Linked DNA regions of Mus musculus: region 2 is linked to region 1. The links are chromatin contacts, called in public Hi-C maps. All regions are on one chromosome and are shown on one strand. Each heading gives the region's core, a stretch centred on a gene start, on an enhancer-like site or on the middle of the called end of the contact. The rest is flanking DNA. Distances are from core to core; before and after follow the strand shown.

The links. A called contact is a pair of places that touch in the nucleus more often than the background predicts.
Region 2: a Hi-C map of cumulus cells shows a contact between it and region 1, with 1.6 times the contacts expected there. The contact joins two enhancer-like sites. A contact is called at or near these places in 4 of 484 Hi-C or Micro-C datasets (CD4 T cells, DN3 thymocytes, cumulus cells and 1 more).

What each region holds. Positions count from the first base shown.
Region 1 is chrX:13,397,371-13,400,124 of GRCm38.p6, reverse strand. No RefSeq gene overlaps it. Among named protein-coding and RNA genes, the nearest start is that of Gm34661, 51 kb to the right of the region's middle. Within about 2 kb of position 1,409, at least 9 of the 459 cell types and tissues checked have an H3K27ac peak or open chromatin away from gene starts, as enhancers often do.
Region 2 is chrX:13,433,527-13,436,280 of GRCm38.p6, reverse strand. No RefSeq gene overlaps it. Among named protein-coding and RNA genes, the nearest start is that of Nyx, 26 kb to the left of the region's middle. Within about 2 kb of position 1,425, at least 2 of the 459 cell types and tissues checked have an H3K27ac peak or open chromatin away from gene starts, as enhancers often do.

The DNA of each region.
Region 1 (2,754 bases), core at 160-2,659:
TAAAAAGCAAATGAGTAGCTATAGGGATGTGAGGAAGTTGGTACAAGTGCTTCCCTAGAGAGCATGTACTCCTGGTTCAATCCACAGCACTTTGTGAAAATAAAATGCAGGAGAATCGGAAATTCAAGGTCATCCTTAGCTACATTTCAAAGTCAAGGCCAAAAACAAAAACCAAGCAAGCAAAACAAAATGTACTACAATGCTATTCCCTTCTCAAATACTATGTACAAGATGGACAGATTAAAAACGCCACACTCAGGTGGGTAAGGTGGCTCACTGGGTACTGCTTGCCACCAAGAGGTCAATTCCTAGAACCTACATGGTGGAAAAGAACTGACTCCTGTATTTTGTCTCACACACACACACACACACACACACACACACACACACACACAGACACACACACACTGCATGAATAATAAATAAATTAAAAATAAATAAATAGTGGTTTTTAAATGGCCAGGCATGGTATCATAGACCTTTAATCCTAGCACTTGAGAGGCAGAGACAGGTGGATCTCCATGACTTCAAAGCCAGCCTGGTCTGCTTCAAGATCCAGGCCAGCCAAGGCTTCATAGTGAGACACTGTCTCAAAAAAAAAAAAAAAATAGTAGACAAGGTCTTGCTATGTAGTTCAGGCTTCTCCCCAAATCACCATCCTCCTACCTCAGCCTCCCAAATGCTGGAATTACAGGCCTTTGCCATCATGCCCAGCTTTAAAATATAATTTCAAACTTACGTATTTATTCATATAGCACCCAAAAAAACACCTAAAAACTATTCTATGTGGGGGCTGGGATGTAACTCAGTTGTGGGGCACTTGCTCTACTACTAACATAAAAGGAACCCTGGGTTCCATCCATCACAATACACACACATGCGCACATGCATACAAATCTATTTCATTGTAATTATTATCAAGTACATCCATTTAAAATATAGCTTGCTGTATAGGTTTATATGTGAAATGTTAAAATCATTTCTTGGGTAGTAAGACTTAGATACAAGACAAATCAATCAGATTTCAATCCATTTCTTAAGTCAGGCCTCACTTCATTCTCTATCCTCAGCCATATGCCTTCATCCTACAGTTCTCTGTATAGTACATTTCATTTGGTGCTGAGGATGGAACCCAGGGCCTTGAGGATGCTAGGCAAGTGTTCCAACCATGAGCAACATCTCTACTGTGTTATGTGCATTTGCTTATTTGTTTAAGATTTTACCTGTGTGTGTGTGTGTGTGTGTGTGTGTACATGCTCATGAGTGCAATGCCTGTAGAAGACAGAACAGAGTTTGGGCCCCTCTGTAGTTAGAATTACAGGGAGTTGTGAGCTGTCTCATGTTGGTGCTAGGAACTGAGCCATCTCCTCAGCCCCCATATTTACCATTTCTGTGGTTCTGATTCAGAGAATGGATGTGCTCCTGTGTGATCCCAACTCCTGGAGTCCTGCCAGGCACCTAGCAAGCACTTGGTAAATAGCTATTGAGTGAATCAATTCATTAGAATTTATATGACTCAAACCTTAGCCAAGAAAAGTCTCATTTTGTCCAACAACAGAAACCTGCCCTTAGAGGTTCTTTTCCAGAACACACAAAAAGGAAAATCAGGACAGGGAGAAAAGTAGAAGATTTGGAAACAACTGAAAAATGTAAAGAGAAAATAGAAGAGGCAGAAGATCCCAGTGTGATATAATAAAGATGTGAGCCTGTAATCCCAGCACTTGAGAAGTAGAGACTGGACAGTCAGGAGCCATCCTTCATTGCATGGTAAGTTTAAGGCTAGCATGGAATGCATAAGACCTACACACACACCAGAACAAAAAGAAAAGGGAGAGAGAGATTCCTGATATTGCACCATTCCAATTCCAGGCTACTACAGCCAACAAGCAATGGAAGGTCATTAAGAATGTAACCATCTGTGCTCATAATAGAAAGAAGCAGAGGGGGAAATCATGATAAAAGGAAATGGCATTCTCCAAATAGGATGGTAACTCCAAGCCTTGAATTTAAATAAATAGATAAATAAAGCAGTCGTGAATCAGCAAGTGTTGTTGAGCTTTTATTCTATGCTACCTTCCATCTCAAAGCATAAGATCAAGGTCTTTCCCAGTCCTCACAGACTGTAAATAATATTTGATTGCCTGGGAATGATAGGAATTCATGCTGTGCTAGTTTGTGAACTGCCTGATGTTAATGTTGAGAATTAAATCATATCTCCAGCCCCCACAAGCTAGGGTTATCTAGGAAGATAGTGGACCAGAGCCCCATACCTTAACAGTGGTTCTCAACCTTCCTAATGCTTCAACCCTCTAATACAGTTTCTCATGATGTGCTGACCTCCAACCATAACATTATTTTCATTGTGCTTCATTTTTTTCTCTCTGTGTAGCCCTGGCTGTCCTGGAACTCACTCTATAGACCAGGCTGGCCTCAAACTCACAGAGATCTGCCTGCTTCTGCCTCCTGAGTACTGAGATTAAAGTTGTGTGCTACCTCTGCCTTTCCCACTTCATAACTGCAATTTTGCTACTGTTATGAATTGTAATGTAAATGTCTGGGTTTTCTAATGGTCTTAAGTGATCCCTGTGGAAGGATCATTTGACCCCAAAAGATTCACACCCCGTAAGCTGAGAACCACTGCCTTGGTAGGCCCTCAAACCTTAAAACAGCAATTCTCAACCTGTGGATATGGTTTTTGTGCTTAAAAGCACACCTGAACCAGGCAGTGGTGGCGCACGCCTTTAATTCCAGCAC
Region 2 (2,754 bases), core at 176-2,675, 36 kb before region 1:
TATCCACCAGGAATGTCAACAATGAATCTCAGGCCAGCAAGATGACTCAGTGGGCATTTGCCACAAAGCCCAATTACCTGGGTTCAATTCCTGTGGTCCATATGGTGGAGGGAGAGGACAGATTTCCACAGATTTTCCTCTGACTTTCTTCTGCGTGGGTCCTGTGGTACCCATTCATGCCCACAGAAGAAATAAATCGTAACTTTTTTTTTTAAAGATAAGCACCTGGGGGGGAGGGCGGGGGGGCTGAAGGAATGGCTCACCAGTTAAGGCCACCTGCTTTGGCAGAAGACCCTGGTTTGGTTCCCAGCACACGCATTGCTGCTCACAGCCAGCTCCTAGCTCTGGTTCTGAGGGAACGCCCTTCCCCCAATAAGAAAGAAAGAAAACAAAAGAAAAGCTCTGTTTGCATCTTCCCCACTTATATTCCCATCAAACTTACTCATGGGGACTGCCTTATAGCCACTTGTGATTCTATCTCTGGGACATCCAATGCCCTCTTTTGGTCTTTATGGGAATCTGGACACATAAGGCATTCATCCACACAATCAGATAAATAAAAATAATAAAGACTAATCTCCAAAAAGCTAGAAATGTCTGTTACCTCACTCAGGAACTCTCATGCTTGCCATCTTCATCACTGTCCTTCCTCCTCCATAGGGATTCAGGATGTCAGCTTTGACAGTAATCATAAAACTATGTCTTATCACTCAACTGCCCACCTTTACCTCCTTAGCTTGCCTTTAATTTTTTTTTTTATTGGTTTGAGGGACTGGAGAGGTGGCTTAGTAAAGGACTCTGATTCAATTCCCAGCACTCACATGGCTGCTCACAGACATCTCTTAGTTCTAGTTCTAAGGGGAAATTAAACAAAAACAAAAGAAAACAACAACAACGAAAAGAAAGAAAGCAAATAAAGAAATGTTCCTGTCTCCATCTTCTCTGATTTATATTCCTAATCAGAGTTAAAAGTCAAGCATAGGGACTGATAAGGTAATGCCCACTAATAAGGTAACAGTCCTGTCATTGGAAATAACTCTCCATCCAATTACTTTCTCTATTGTATCCTCACAGCGTTCATCCCTGGATTTGGCTAAGAATTAGTATTATAGGTCTGGCCACTGCTCTGCCAGCCTCCATCAGGCCTGCTGAACAATGAAAACCAGGTTAGGTGCCCCCCACCCAGACACCAGTTCCCCTGCCCTTCTCCTGGGACACAGCATGCCCAGTTGCTCTGAGCTAGCTGCTGGCTGTGTCAGAGCTCCATTGTCTGGCCACTGCTCTGCTAGCCCCCATCAAGCCAATCAAAGAAGGAACACCCAGGCCTGCTACATCAAGAACATCTAGTCGAAGGCTGCCCACCCAAGGCCTGCTGCATGGGAAACATCCAGATTAGAGCTGCCTTCCTGATACCTCCTACACCAGGAATATCCAGGGAACACAAACAGCAAGAGCCAGGGCAATATGGCACCTTCAGAGCAAAGCTATCTCTACAGCAAGCCCTGGCTATCCTAACCCAACCAAAGCACAAGAAAGTGACCTTTAAAACATCCTTGTAAAGATAATTGATGCTTTTAAAGAGGAAACTAAGAAATCCCTTAGAGAACTTCAGGAAAATACAATCAGATATGTACAGGCCTTTAAAGAGGAAACTAATAAATCCTTTAAAGATATACAGGAAAATACAACTAAACAGTCGAAGGAAATGAATAAAACTGTTTAAGACCTGGAAAAGGAAATAAAAGCAATAAAAAAGCACAATATGAGGGAACCCTGTTGCTGGAAAAACTTGTGTCAGTAGAAAAGGATGCATATAGTCCTGCAGTGACTTGATATGCCAAGGTTGGGGCGATGGGAGGCAGGGGGAGATTCTCCTTCTCAGAGAAGAAGAAGAAAGAATGGGGGGAGAAGATGTGGGAGGGAGACTGGGAGGAGAGGGACAGGTATTGGGATGTAAAGTGGATAGATAGATAGATAGATAGATAGATAGATAGATAGATAGATAAATTCATAGTGGGCTTAGAGCATGGCTTCATGGTAAAGCCCTTGCCCAGCATGTCTGAGCCTCTGAGCTGGATCTGTACCACTTTTTTTTTTTTAAATCACAGCTCATACAAACAAAAACAATGGAATGGGAAAAGGCATTATATTGCAATAGCATCATGGATTCTAATATTTCATCTAAGCATGCTCCCAAATGTCAGGACCAGAACATTCTATTCCTCCTCCTCCTCCTCCTCCTCTTCCTCCTCCTCCTCCTGTGTGATGTGATGCAGTATAATGACACAGCTCCAGGGCCTGGTGACACTGGCCTAGAATCCTATCTACTCAGGGGACTGAAGCAGGAAGATTACAAAATAAAAGCTGGGCCACTGAGTGGGTGAGTTTAAACTCAGCCTGACTCACTTAACCAAGACCTTGTGAAAGGTCTCAGAACCAAATCAAAAGCTAGAGTTAGAGTCTAACATATGCAAGGCCCCAGGTCTAGTCCCCAACAACAACAACAACAACAACAAAACAAAAACAAAAAAAACACAACAGAGAATGGCCAACTCTGGTGCCAATGTTACTCACACCAAACTAAAAACAAGCAGAAAGATTGCAAAGCCAATTCAACCTCCACATCTAACCACTGTTTAAAGCAATGTGACAGATGGAGGAAATGCATTGAACGACACCAGACAAATGCACAGTCAGCTAAATATAGACTAGAAAGTTCTATGTGGCATATGATCCATTTTTTTCTCACCAAAT